2 separate regions of the Sus scrofa genome follow, and region 1 is linked to region 2. Evidence: chromatin contacts called from public HiChIP or PLAC-seq data. All regions are on one chromosome and are shown on one strand. Each heading gives the region's core, a stretch centred on a gene start, on an enhancer-like site or on the middle of the called end of the contact. The rest is flanking DNA. Distances are from core to core; before and after follow the strand shown. Region 1 overlaps QPRT (nicotinate-nucleotide pyrophosphorylase [carboxylating]). Region 2 holds the start of SEZ6L2 (seizure 6-like protein 2).

Region 1 (6,792 bases), core at 1,190-3,689, 120 kb before region 2:
AAGTATGGCCTTGAGAGATCATAGTTACACCCCACAAGAGAACACTGTAATCTCCGAAGTCTAGGCCTTTGGAGAGCGTTTTTACATATGACAACGGCAAAGATAAAAAGGGGACCAGCTGTTACAGTTGTTTCCTCTGTGCAGAAGCTTCTCCTTGGGCAGCTGCAAAAACAGCCCTGCACCACCCCCACCCTCAGTTCCTTTCAGCATCAGTGGCTAATCAGGAGAGCCCTTCTTTTCTTTCTTTTTTTGTTTTTTTTTTTCTGTCTTTTGTCTTTTTCCACAGCATATGGAAGTTCCCAGGCTAGGGGGGGGTCACATCAGAACTGCAGCCACCAGCCTACACCACAGCCACAGCCACTCGGGATCCAAGCCGCATCCTCGATCTACACCACAGCTCAAGGCAACGCCAGATCCTTAACCCACTGAGCGAGGCCAGGGATCGAACCCTCGTCCTCATGGATGCTAGTTGGGTTCGCTAACCGCTGAGCCACTAGGGGAACTCCAAGAGCCCTTATTTTTGAAACTTCCCCCAGGCTTGCCTTTTATTGGAAATGCATGCGAGTCGGTGCCTAAAGCAAACCAGATGTATTTATTTATTTTTCACAAATGGAACATGGAGCTTTATTTCTTTTTGGTGAACGTTTCTGCCTCTCCAATGGGGGATCAGGACCGAAGACTTGAAAAGGATGCAAGAGAGCTAACGCCTGCTGGTGGAGGCGGTGTGGTTCTAAAACTACCCCTCTGGGGACCGGAAAGACCAGGGCCCATGCTGATCATTTTCTAGCTCTGCTTTTTAGGTAATTTCCCTTTGTGTTTCTCTGTTTCTTTCTTTCTTTTTTTGGCCTGCGGAAGTTCTGGGGCCAGTGATCCAACCTGCGCCACAGCAGTAACCTGAACCACAGCAGCGACAATGCCAGATTCCCAACCACTAGGCCACCAGGGAACTCCTCCCCTTTGCCATTTCTGAGCCTTGGTTTTCTGCCATGAAGCCTTGGTCTCTACCCTGAAGAAGAGCAGGTAGGATTTGTGACAGTGGATAGTAAGTACTCTGCATCTGTAGGCACCAAGGTATGGCAGCTTTTTTTTTTTTTTTTTTTGTCTTTTTAGCACCGCACCTGCGGCATATGGAGGTTCCCAGGCAAAGGGTCCAATCGGAGCTGTAGCCGCCAGCCTACGCCACAGCCACAGCAACACAGGATCCAAGCCGCATGTGCGACCTACACCGCAGGTCACGGCAACACCGAATCCTTAACCTTGTATGGTAGCTCTTAGTCTCTTCCTGCGCTTCAGAAGCTCTCAGCTCTGCTACAAATTACAGCTGTTACCGGAGGGAATTCCCATTGTAGCACAGTGGAAACCAATCAGACTAGGATCCATGAGGATGTGGGTTCGATCCCTGACTTCCCTCAGTGGGCTAAGGATCCGGCGTTGCTGTGAGCTGTGGTGGAGGTCAAAACTGTAGCTGTAGGCTGGCAGCTGTAGCTCTGATTCAGCCCCTAGCCTGGGAATTTCCACATGCCATGGGTGCAGCCCTAAAAGGACAAACCCCTGGCTCTACCTCTTCTTAGCTGCCAAGTCTGGTATATTCTACCTCAGAAAGAATGCTCCCGTTTGCCCCTGCTCTCTCTTCCTCTCATTACCGCCCAATGCAGGGCTTCATCACCCTTCATCTGGGCCCGTTGCCCCAGCCTCCATCTGCCTCCCAACCCCTCTCCAGTTGGTGGTCGAAGTGACCTTTCTAGAACAAAATCACCACCGCACCATTCCCTTGCTTAAAACTCTGTCCAGGAGTTCCCGTCGTGGCGCAGTGGTTAACAAATCCGACTAGGAACCATCAGGTTGCGGGTTCGATTCCTGGTCTCGCTCAGTGGGTTAAGGATCTGGCGTTGCCGTGAGCTGTGGTGTGGGTCACAGATGTGGCTCGGATCCCATGTTGCTGTGGCTCTGGTGTAGGCCAGTGGCTACAGCTCCAATTTGACCCCTAGCCTGGGAACCTCCATGTGCTGGGGGATCGGCCCTAGAAAAGGCAGAAAGACAAAAAAAAAAAAAAAAAAAAAAAAAAAATTCTGTCCAGATGCCTTAGCTTATTAGTTTAGTCTTTTTTTTTTTTTCCTACCCTGGCCTCCCCTCGTGACATTTCTCCCCTGAATCCTCCTCAGCGCCCCCCGCCCCCCCAACCCATCGCCTCTCTGTTTTCTTGCTTTTGAACCTTGAACACTCACTCTTTCAGTCCGAAATGTCTTGTCCTTCCTCCTCCTCCTCCTCACCTCCCCACCTCTGCTGGCAAACATTACTCATCCTTCAAGGCCACTAAACCTACCCCGTTTCTCAGGGACGTTTAGTCATTTCTTCCTCTTTCTCCCACGACTCTTGGGAAACGCTTTGGGCACCCTGTCGATAAACACGCCTCCTATGTGCCCGCTGGTGCTCTCGAGGGCTTTGCAGATATTCACTTCCTTAATTTTCACCACGAGCCTCTGAGGCTAGGACCAGTGTGAAGCTGGGACACCGAAGGGCCCCCGCAAGGTTGCGTCCCTTGCCCAAGATCACTCAGCTAAAGGTGACAAGAGGCAGTGCTGGGACCCAGCTCGAGTGGCCCCTTTCACTGTATGGCCTCTCTGCTTAGATAGGTACCATCAAACATTTTGCATTAAACTGAAAAATATGGGCGTTCCCGCTGTGACACAGTGGGTTAAGACTCCAGTTGCAGGAGTTCCTGTCGCGGTGCAGCGGTTAACGAACCCAACAAGTATCCATGAGGTTGCGGGTTTAATCTCTGGCCTTGGTCAGTGGGCTAAGGGTCTGGAGTTGCTGGGAGCTGTGGTGTAGGTCGCAGATGTGGCTCGGATCTGGCGTGGCTGTGGTGTAGGCTGGCAGCTCTAGCTCCAATGGGACCCCTAGCCTGGAAACCTCTATATGCCTTGGGTGCGGCCCAGAAAAAAAAAGAATGCAACTGCAGCAGCTCGGGTTGCTGCAGAGGTGAGGGTTTGGTCCTTTACCTGGTGCAGTGGGTTAAAGGATCTGGCTGTGGCTCAGATTTGGTCACTGGCCCGGGAACTTCTATATGCTGCAGGTTCGGCCATTAAAAAAAAAGTAAACTAAACAATATGAAATTGCCAATATTTGACATTGACCTGTGCAAGCAGCACATGTGTCTGGGTCAGAATGCTCGGCACTTGGGTTGCAGCAGAAAACTCAGTGGAGGAGTTCCCCTTGTGGTGCAGCAGAAACAAATCCAACTAGGAAGCATGAGGACGCAGGTTCGATCCCTGGCCTCGCTCAGTGGGTTAAGGATCCGGCATTGCAGTGAGCCGTGGTGAAGGTCAAAGACGCGGCTCAGATCCTGAGTTGCTGTGGCTGTGGTGTAGGCCGGCAGCTACAGCTCCAATTGCACCCCTGGCCTGGGAACCTCCATATGCCTCGGGTGTGGCCCTAAAAAGCAAAAAGAAAACTCAGTGGACCTCGTGGCCCCAGAGAGGAAACGCCAGCAGAGGATGACATGGAGGGTAGGACAGGAGCTGGGGGAGCATGCGACCTGATGTAGGGGGTCTGTGACAGCCCCCTCCTAGGAGTGAGGTCTAAGATGGCCTGAAGAGGAGTGAGAGGTGAAGGGGGAGTCTGGGGTGAGGGTGAGGGAAGGGACTTCCAGGCAGAAGCACAACCCTGGGACAGCAAAAGCAAAGCCCTACAAGCTAAGAGAAAGAACTGCCCACTCCTGCACCCAATGATTCATACCTGGTACAGAGCAGGTGCTCAACAAAGATTTGTCCAAAGAATAAATTAAAAATGGATAGAAGTCGAGAGAGTTGCTAATACAATGAAAGTGAGCTTTCTTTTTTTAAAAGTGATTCAAATTCACTTTATTGTTTGTTTTGTTTTCATCTTTTTAGGGCCACACCTGCTGCATATGGAAGTTCCCAGGCTAGGGGTTGAATTGGAGCTATAGCCACTGGCCTACACCACAGCCACAGCAACGTGGGATCCGAGCCGGGTCTGCGACCTCCACCACAACTCCTGGCAATACCAGATCCTTAACCCACTGATCAAGGCCAGGGATCAAACCCGTGTCCTCAAGGACACTAGTGGGTTCGTTACCACTGAGCCATGACAGGAACTCCTCAAATTCACTTTAAAAAGCAAACATTGGAATTCCTGCCATGGCTCAGCGGAAACAAATTTGACTAGTATCTACATCCATGAGGATGCAGGTTCGATCCCCAGCCTGGCTCAGTGGGTTAAGGATCCAGTGTTGCCATGAGCTGTGGTGTAGGTCTCAGATGCAGTTCAGATCTGATGTGGCTGTGGCTCTGGCATAGGCCAGTGGCTATAGCTCAGATTCAACCCTTCGCCTGAGAACCTCCATATGCCACAGGTGTGGCCATAAAAAGACCAACAATAATAATAACAAATAAGCAAAGATCACTACACCTGGTCTGAATGGCTGGAGAGGGGCGGGGGCTGGTCTGTGAATGGTGGAGGAGGAGACTCCATCTTTGTTCCTATCCCCGACTTTGTTCCTAGCACCTGACCAGGGCACAGCTGGCTCCGATTGAGGACTGGAAGTCACTTGGGGGCAGTTGTGGGACAGAAGGTGGGGAAGGAGGGGCAGGTGCAATCCCTGAGGTCTGTGGCTGAGGGCGGGGCGGCAGGTTCTTGGCCTTGGGGAAGAAGGGTTGGACAAAAAAGGCCTGCTTCTGAGAACAGAGCAATCCAGAATGTCTGGCCTTAACTTAAACTTGGAGCTAAAGTGGGGGAAACAAGACAAAGCTTAAACAAAACCCCCTCACAGGCTGCCTAACCCTCTCTTCCCCAGGAGGCCAAATCCTTCTACGACCCGCTCCTGAGGCTGCAGATCTGCCCTTGCCCGACAGATGGCGATGTTGCACCGTGCCTGAGCTCAGCCTCCGCGGTCACCCCATTCATTTCAACAGGCCCAGGGGCCCCCCTGGACCACCTTGTCTATATCGCTTCTTTTACAGACAAAGGGTGTAGAGAAATGACAGTTTTTAGAAACATCAGGTGAGGGAGGGGTCTTCAAGCTGGAGGGCAAAGATGGAAGGACAGATGGCCACAAGGCCTGGCGGATCTCGCTCTGCCATCAATTTGCTGTGTGACCTCAGCAGACTTGTTTTCCTCTCTGGTCCTCAGTCTTCACATCTGTAAAGAGCTGAACTTCTGGTTTTAAAATTCTTGGAGCTATGGAGATGACTGGGATGGAAAAGATAGATTCTCCTGGGGGCTTCTCCTAGTAAACGAAGGATGTTTGGGAGTTCCCGTTGTGGCTCAGTGGAAATGAATCCCACTAGTATCCAAGAGGATGTGGGTTCAATCCCTGGCCTCACTCAATGGGTTAAGGATCCGGCATTGCCATGAGCTTCGGTGTAAGTCGCAGATGCGGCTTGGATCCCTCCCTATTTGTGGCCGTGGCTGTGGTGTAGACTGGCAGCTGTAGCCTGGGAACTTTGACCCCTAGCCTGGGAACTTCCATATGTCACATCTGCGGCCCAAAAAAGCAAAAAGCAAAACAAAAAAACCTTACACTTACATGCAAGGCAAACAGAAAGGCTGCAGAGTGACTTTCAGGCAGCTGGATTTTCTCTTCTAGTTGGTGAATAGCTGTTGATCCAGCACTAGGTTTAGCAGATAAAATATAGGACATTCAATTAAATTTGACTTTCAGATAACTGACAGATAATTTTTAAGATTAAGTAGGTTTTAGGAGTTCCCATCATGGTGCAGTGGAAATGAATCCGACTAGGAACCATGAGGTTTCGGGTTTAATCCCTGGCTTTGCTCAGTGGGTTAAGGATCTGGCGTTGCTGTGAACTGTGGTGTAGGTCGCAGATGCAGCTCGGATCTGTCGTGGCTGTGGCTCTAGCGCAGGCTGGCAGCTACAGGTCCGATTAGACCTCTAGCCTGGAAACCTCCATATGCTGTGGGTGCGGCCCCAAAAGGAAGAAAAAAAAATTATGTTTTAGGAGTTCCCTGGTGGCTTGGTGGGTTAAGGATTTGGCATTGTCTTTGCTGTGGTTCTGGTCACTGCTGTGGTGCAGGTTCAAACCCATGCCGTGAGTGCGGCCAAAAACAATGTTTTTTCTTTGTCTTTTTAGGGCAGCCAGAATGTAACATTCTTCTCTCTCTTTCCCTCCCAGGCCTGGCACTCCTGCTGCCTCCTGCCACTCTGGCCACCCTGGCAGACAGCTGGCTCCGCGAGGACTGCCCGGGTCTCAACCCCGTGGCCTTGGTCACGGGGGCAGCCCCCTCACAGGCAGTGCTGTGGGCCAAGTCCCCCGGGGTACTGGCTGGGAGGCCCTTCTTTGATGCCATCTTTGCCCAAGTCAACTGCCAGGTCTCCTGGTTCCTCCCGGAGGGATCCAAGCTGGTGCCTGTGGCCAAGGTGGCCGAGGTCCAGGGCCCAGCCCATTGCCTGCTGCTGGGGGAGCGGGTGGCCCTTAATATGCTGGCCCGCTGCAGTGGTGTCGCCAGCGCTGCCGCCACCGCTGTGGAGACTGCCAGGGGGACCGGCTGGGCCGGGCACGTGGCAGGCACGAGGAAGACCACGCCCGGCTTCCGGCTGGTGGAGAAGTATGGGCTCCTCGTGGGCGGGGCCACCTCCCACAGGTACGACCTGGGGGGGCTGGTGATGGTGAAGGACAACCACGTCGTGGCGGCTGGTGGCGTCGAACAGGTGTCTGTCTATCCAGCTGAGCCCCTACCCTGGCCCTGCTCCAAACCCCCATTACAGCCCTTCCCCTCTTCCAGGGACACCCCCGGCCACTCCTTGGTGAA
Region 2 (7,296 bases), core at 2,965-5,464:
TCTCCTCTTTGGGTCTTGGAGTGTCTTTCTTCATCCGTCTATTCATCTGCTTTCCTCCTTCTGTCCCTCCCACCCTCCTTCTAGCTAAGTCATCTTAGTTGTCAGCTTAGTCATCACCTCCCCCAAGGAGATGTCCTAGTATCGCTTAGGAGAAATTTAGGTCCCTTTGACATTTGATGATCTCTCTGCCGTGGTTCCTCCGTCAGAGTGATGGGGTCCTTAGCTCATGAGTTATAATTATCCTGATTACTTGTCCATCTCCCTACCTAGCTTCTGAGTTCCTTGAAGTCAGAGTATTTCTGGCTTGTTCATTCCTCTCCCCAAGGATAACATAGGGTCAGTATGAAGTAAGCACTCTACAAACGTTTGTTGAGTGAATGGATGGATTCTCAATGGGATGTGTACACACTTAGACACAGGTCTGTGAGTGTGTGAGATAAGTGTGTCCAGTCTCCGGTGAAGATATTGCTCCCCAGGGTCCTAATCAGGAAGAAAAGGCCCTGACATTGCCCTGTGCTTAGAAGGCTCCTGAAGATGTCCCCTGTGCCCAGCCCAGTGTGGCCCCTGTCCTTCAGCCAGCGCCCCAAACTCCTCACCCTGATAGTGGATCCTGAAGCCACCGCCCCTTGGGACCCGTGGGCTCTGGAAGTGCAGGAGCAGACGGTTCGTAGGACTCCGAAGGACCTGTCCTTCTCCCAGCATGGAGGAGTTAGCCAGGAGTCGGGGGGCTAGGCCTGGGGACCCCCCACCAGCCAGCACCAGGAGTTCCTCCTCCCGAGACAGGTTCAGCGTCTGCACCTAAAGAAGCCAGACCCAGATCCGCCAGGGCAAGTCAGCCAGGGTTGGCTGGGCAACCCCCTAGGTCCCCTGCCCCGGCCTTCCTTTTCTCTGTATGTGGCAGCCCAAGCACCATGGCGACATCGGCCAAGTTGTAGAACTCTAGGGGAGTCTGCGAGCTCCTCAGAAAACAGGCCCATCTGAGTCACAAAACAAGTTCTCTGGCTCTAAGGCCAAACTGGGGACACCCCTAGGCCCGGAGGAAAGGGCAGGGAGGTTTTCCAATCACAGGCTCAAGTTCAGTTACCTGGATCTCAATGCCGTAGCCGGGGTAGACATGGATGCTGTACGTGCAGTCCAGGAGCCCCAAGGTGCGGCTGGCTGGGCTCCCTAAATCTGGAGACTCCACATGCCCTTCGCCCTCGGAGATGTTGTTATTACACAGAACTAAAGAGATGGACGTGGCTAAGGTTTAGAGAATCTCTGCGTTCTTGCCCTTCCCTCCAAGCGGCTCTGGGGGCCCTCGGCTCTCTTCTCCCCAACACCCCTCATCGCTATCTTCTTCCACGGCTCACTCTCCCCCTGTGCCCAGAACTCCCTTCCCCGACTGTCGTAATAGATAAAACACACAGGACAGGACGGTGCTGGTACCCAGTAAGAGGACCTCAGTGCTACCCTTTATTACTATTAGGCAGAAGCCCCTTTCCCGTCTAGACCCCTCCTTCCGCACATTCCCAGCAGCTGCTCCCCATCCGCGCCCTCCTCTCCCACATCCCCTTTCGGTCGTCTCACCTGGGCTGGTCACCGTGGTGGTGACAGTCGTCGTGGTGATGATGGTGGTCGTGGTCTCCTCCTCTCCTCCCTCGGGCCCGGGCCCGAGGGGCGGGCCTGGGGAGGCGGGCCCGGGAAGGGGCGGGGCCGTAGTTCCTGGGGGCGGGGTCAGCAGCTCCGGCGCGGTGGGGCCTGCTCCCCTGCCCCCCTTAGGGGTTACGGCTGTAGTCAGAGGCCCTGTGCCTGGCTCAGTGGCCCGTGGCAGCGAGGGTGCGGCAAGAGTCTGGCCGGCTGGAGGGGTGGCTAGTGTGGGGTCTGGATCAGATCCTGGGATAGTGCAACGGAAGTCAGGGAACAGGAGGAGCAAATTGGTGGGCCTTGGCTGGGGAGCAGGGCCGAGGGCACCTGGGAGTTCCCCCACTGAACCCAAAAGACCTCCCCCGCACCAGGCGCAGCCCCCGCCCTCTCCCTTCCCCATCCTAACGCCCCACTTCCTCCCAAGGCTCCACAGCCCAACCCGCTCCCCGCCCTGCAGCTTCTCTTCCCCTCCCAGCGTCTCCGGCCAGACCTTTCCATTCTGACGGAGCCTGGTCTCCCCATGCAGATCTGGCTCCCTCTCCTGGTTACCCCTTTCTCTCCCTCGTCTTTCTCTCATGCGCTCTCTGAACTCCTCTCTCTGTTTAGTATTCTTACGGCTCTCTGCTTCTGTGATTCTAGATGTACTGTCTCTGCATTTCTCTCTCTTTCTGTGTCTCCGTTCTACTCTATTTCTGATTCTGGTTCTCTGAGTTTCCATCCGTCTTTCTGATGGTCTGTTTTTTTCTCTCTGGCTCTGTCTCTTGATCATGCTATCTCAAATTCTCTGGTTCTCTGACTGTCTATACCCAGTTTTGATTCTCTCAAACCATCTCTCTCTGTCTCCCTCTGAATTTCACTGGCCTGGCTCCCCATCTCCCGGAGATAACATTTCTCCCTCTGCTTCTACGTTACTGCTGTCACTCTGGGGGCCTTACCGGGCAGGTAGCCCATCTCTGGACCCCTCCTCAGCAGGGCCCCGTGGAGCAGCTCCGCCAAGGCCTCAGAGGCTACTGTGGGGGTCTCGCTTCCAGGCTCCAGCAGTGCCTCCTCTTCCTTCAGGGGCAGACCTAGGAGATGAAGTTGTGTGAGCTCTTTCACTGCCCCACACTCCTTCCTTCTCCAGAAAGATCTTTTCCAGAGCTCTTCCTCCCTCCTCAGTCAGCTGGGCCTGCAGGAGCTCAGAGGGTCCCAGGCTGGGCTGAGAGCCAAGACTGGAGGAGGGGCTCCCAGCTGCCCATCACACTCCTACACCTTCCTCTCTCCCTTCTCCCCCAGGCTGAGTGGGCCTTCGGTGAGCACCTCAGCTCTGAGGAACCTTGGCTAACGTCAGCAGGGTGGAGAAGAGGCAGGGTGCTGCCCGCATTCTCCTCTCACTGGTGCTCTCCCCGCAACCCTGGGGCTCCGCAGAGGGTCTAGCAGCACCTCCCAACCCTTGCTTCCGCAGTGCCCAGCTTTCTCTTTGGGTTTCTGTCCCTGCAGTGTGGTTTCTCTCTCTCTCTCTTTCTTCCTTCCTCTCACCCTCCAGTCCTCCCTCCCTTTCCTTCTCTGCAGTCTCTGTCCCCTTCCCTGGAGTCTTGCTGGGGGGTCAGAGTGGGGGACTGAATATCTGGCCTCTGAGCATTGCCTCTGTTCATCTGTCTTTGTCCACACATCCAAGAACATTTGTATGTGCAGTGCCTGGCATCTTTCCCACACCTCTATCTCCCACCCAGCTACCCTGCCTGCTTCTGCTGCCTCCGCAGACACCCCCCCCCAACTTTCCCAGCCCCTTTTTCTGAATTGAATGCCTGAGACTCGGCTAAAAACTCCTGTCAGTCATTTTCCCACCTCCTCAATATAGGAGGTTAGGAGCTCCAGGCACAAGAGGAAAGCCTCGGCTGGCCCCTTCCGCGATGGCTGTGCCCCTCCCCTCCCCCAGGAGCTCAAAAGGCACAGGATGTTCAGAGAAAGGAAGGTAGGGGACCGTGCTGGGGGCCTTCTCGGGGCCCACCCCCATGCATCAATGTCCTTACCCTGAATCCAGGGACAGCTCAGCAGAAATAGGAACAGCAGCTGGGGAGGCGGTGGATGCTGGGCCCTGGGAGTCCCCATGGCGACTCACACCGATTTCTCTCTTCCGTGCCTCTCCTAAATAATCCAACTGTCACCTTTCGTCGGTCTCCTTTTATCTTTCCTATTAATTTCCCCCCCCCCCCCAGCAGTTAGCAAGGAAGACAATTTCTCTGCCCCTTGGAACGAAGGGGCAGAGCTGGCTGGGCTTGGAGCCCTCCCCTCTTTGCCCAGTCTCCTCTGTCCTCAGCTCTCGGGTCTGTAGGAGAGGGGGCGCGGCTCTGGCTGCAGGGGGTGGGGCCGGGAAGGGCGAAGGAGCCGGGTCGCCTGGGTCCTCTTGATCGAGCGCTTGGGTCCGCTGGGCTGGCTGGATTCTAAGCTGGGGGAGTGGGGAAAGGCAAAACAGCTTCCGGGGACCTAGGGTGGGGTCGAGTATAGGAAGGGTCCCTACTGTGCTCAAGTGAGGCTTGGCGGGGAGGGGAGGGGGTTGCAGAACCTGGAAAGCCGAGGCTTGGGCACTGGAGCTGCGGGAGGGAGAAGCTGAGAAAGGTGTCGTGCCCACGTCAGATCCTGGGGACGGGCGAAGGGAGGGGCCTGGGATTTATTTGGGGGCGGTGGGGGAGGAGGAGGGGGAGGAAGTGCAGATGGAAGAAGGAGGGACCACTAGAGCCAGGGTCGTAATCCTCACTCCCGCGGCCCCTAGGGGAGGGAAAGGAAACTCTGGTTCCAGCAGTAATTATACCCCTCCCCCAGCCATTCCAGCACATTTGGAATCTGAGTCTTCTCTTCACAGGGTACCGAGGGACAGCATAGCTGGGTTCGCGCCTGCTCAGCCCCCCAGTATGCCCCCGGCCCACTCCATGGGACGTGGCTTTCACAGAAGCTCATGTGGAATGGGTTTTCCCCTCCTCCAGAAGAATGGCAAGTTCCTACGTTTGTGAGAAACCTAAGGGGTGACAGGCTGGGATCTGGGGAGGGAAGACCCCTCTTCTAACGTACAACACGACCCCAGCCAGCCGCCTGGTGGCTTCAACTTTGATTTTTTTTTTTTTTTTTTCCTCCTGGTCTCATCTCAGGGCCTCTGGAGCACCCTTTTCAGCACCACAAGAGCGGACAGCTCTTCTCGGCCCGCCTGAGCGCGCCTGGAGCCCGGCGCAGTAGGCGATTGGCTGAAGCCGCCTTCATTATCTATCAGGCTCCCTCCCGGGGCTGGCTTTGTGAAGGCGAAGGGGGAGGTGGAATCACAGGCCGACTGGTCGAGGGATCGGCTGACCCACGGACAGGCCGCAGTGTCCCCCGTCTGCAGTCTGAGACCGCCAGCCTCGTCCATCGGTCGGCGCGCTTGCCCCGCCCCTTAGATTGCCCCGCCCCTCCACCAGCCCCGCCCCTTTTTCGCATTGCGGGGCGCTGGAGGTTGGCGTTGTGCCCCCTGAACCCCACGTGGCACCCGGTCCGGGCCGGGGGAGGCAAATCCGGAGACCACCCCACCCCCCGCCTTCAACCCGGCTGAGTTGCCGCGGCCACTGGGCGAGGGCGGGGGTAGCTAAGCTGAGAGGACTGTGGGGAGGGGTGACGTCAGGGTGAGTGGGAGCCAAGGAAGGAGCGAGTAGGAGAGAGAGCGAGCGAGGGAGAGGGAGAGGGAGAGAGAGAGAGAACCCGCGGGTCGGGTCGAGTGAGAAGCAAGGGCAAGAAGGAGAGGGGGTTGGAAGGAGAGAGAGAAGTCGCTGCGGAGGACGGCTGGTTGCGGGTTCCCGACGGCTGGTTGCGGGTTCCCGGGGCTGCGGGTCCAGGTGGGGTAGGAACTGCAGTCTAGGGGAGCTAGAAGGCAAGGGGGAGGGGGAGGGAAGGATAAAGCGAAGAGATAGGTGGGGGGGGTAGAGGGAGGAGAGAAGAGAGGGGGAGACAGTGGAGAAAGGAGACTGAGGGAGAGAGAGGAAACTACTGGGAGGAGAAAGTAGAGGAGAAAAGGGGCAAAAGAGAAAGAGGAAAGAGTTGGAAGGAGAAGGAAGAGATAGGAGGGGCGAGGACAGAGAGAAAGGGAAGGAGGGTTAAGGGGTACATGAAGGAAGGGAGAAAGAGGGAGCTACAAGGTGGAGAGAGGCCCTCAGAAGGAGAGAGAAGCAGGTGGGAATGTGGAAGGGAAACAGCCTAGCGGGTCACCAGGGAGCAGCCGTGGAGGGAACCGGTGGAGAACTGGGGGGACAGGGGAACTGGGGTCTGGAAGATGCCCCAGGTCTCTTGGCCAGGGCCTCTCTGCCCCTCATGCCCACATGGCCACTGCCTCTGGCCTCCTCTGCCCTCACCCTGCTCCTTGGCGCCCTCACTTCCCTGTTTCTCTGGTACTGCTACCGCCTGGGCTCCCAAGACTTGCAGGCCCTGGAGGCTGGGAGTCAGGCTAGGGCTGGCAGTGGTGGGCCTGGGGGGTGCTCTGAAGGTGGCAGGCCAAGCCCAGGGAGCTCTGGGGAGTCTGGGGAAGGACACAGGACAGAAGGCCTAGTGAGCCGTCGCCTTCGGGCCTACGCCAGGCGCTACTCTTGGGCTGGGATGGGTAGGGTGAGGCGGGCGGCTCAGGGGGGCCCAGGCCCTGGGGGAGGGCCAGGGGTCCTGGGCATTCAGCGCCCAGGCCTGCTTTTCCTGCCAGACCTGCCCTCAGCCCCTTTGTGCCACGGGATGCCCAGCGGCATGACGTGGAGCTCCTGGAGAGCAGCTTCCCTGCCATTTTGCGGGACTTTGGGGCTGTGAGCTGGGACTTCTCAGGGACTACCCCTCTGCCTCGGGGCTGGTCCCCACCACTGGCCCCTGGGTGCTACCAGCTCCTGCTGTACCAAGCAGGCCGGTGCCAACCCAGCAACTGCCGCCGGTGCCCTGGGGCCTATCGGGCACTGAGGGGGCTGCGAAGCTTTATGAGTGCCAACACCTTCGGCAATGCTGGCTTTTCTGTCCTCCTGCCTGGGGCCCGGCTTGAGGGCCGCTGTGGGCCCACCAATGCCCGGGTCAGATGCCATCTGGGTAAGTAGATGCTGCTTACAGACAACCTTCTTGCTGCCACAATTCCCCCTCCAGACTCTCCTTTTCTCTGCCACCTGATCTTTTACCCTGTTTCTGATCATGCCTTTCCTCTCAGAAATCTTCCATGACTCCCTGTTGTCTACAGTAGCATTTCCTGAGCCTCAGTGCTCTGCAAACCATCTTCATACGCTTTCCCAGAGTCATTTACCACCTGTCCTCTGTTTCTTCGTTTTCTCTCCTCGCCCCTCCCATTTTGTTTTACTTATTTTAAAAGGAATCTTTAGGAGTTCCCTGGTGGCCTACCAGTTAAGGACTTAGCGATGTCACTCTCGTGGCTCAGGTTAGATCCCTGATCTGGGAACTTCCGTATGCCAAAGGCACGGCCAAAATAACAACAAAATACCCTGCACACTGTAAATGTAGGAGCGATATGAATTGTTACTTCTTAAAGGAATCTTTATAGAATAACGATAATCAGGACTAATTACCTTAAAAAGAAATTATTCATAAAAACAAATTTAAATTTTAAAAAGCAAGCTTAAAAATTCTAGCAAAAATACTCCAGTCTGAGACTAAAGCCTCCACTCTCCTCCTTTAAAAAAGAGCAATTTT

What was found. HiChIP or PLAC-seq counts read pairs in DNA pulled down with a chosen protein or histone mark.
Region 1: an H3K27ac HiChIP or PLAC-seq map of alveolar macrophages shows a contact between it and region 2. The contact joins the enhancer-like site here to the promoter of SEZ6L2 in region 2. A contact is called at or near these places in 2 of 5 promoter capture datasets (fetal liver and liver), 10 of 47 Hi-C or Micro-C datasets (embryonic fibroblasts, fibroblasts, heart right ventricle and 5 more) and 1 of 2 datasets of contacts at active chromatin or transcription factors (alveolar macrophages).

The regions. Positions count from the first base shown.
Region 1 is chr3:17,992,707-17,999,498 of Sscrofa11.1, forward strand. It overlaps QPRT (nicotinate-nucleotide pyrophosphorylase [carboxylating]), which reads left to right. Exons shown (of 4, transcript XM_003354556.4): 2 at 6,156-6,691. Among named protein-coding and RNA genes, the nearest start is that of QPRT, 8.9 kb to the left of the region's middle. Within about 2 kb of position 2,440, at least 7 of the 83 cell types and tissues checked have an H3K27ac peak or open chromatin away from gene starts, as enhancers often do. A contact at or near this core is called in alveolar macrophages, where this site is marked.
Region 2 is chr3:18,115,308-18,122,603 of Sscrofa11.1, forward strand. SEZ6L2 (seizure 6-like protein 2) reads right to left here and starts at 4,215. Exons shown (of 19, transcript XM_003354543.4): 1 at 3,639-4,215; 2 at 2,562-2,693; 3 at 1,570-1,875; 4 at 1,085-1,224; 5 at 597-798. The coding sequence starts at 3,717. ASPHD1 (aspartate beta-hydroxylase domain-containing protein 1) reads left to right here and starts at 5,608. Exons shown (of 4, transcript XM_005655098.3): 1 at 5,608-6,322; 2 at 6,325-6,684. The coding sequence starts at 5,806.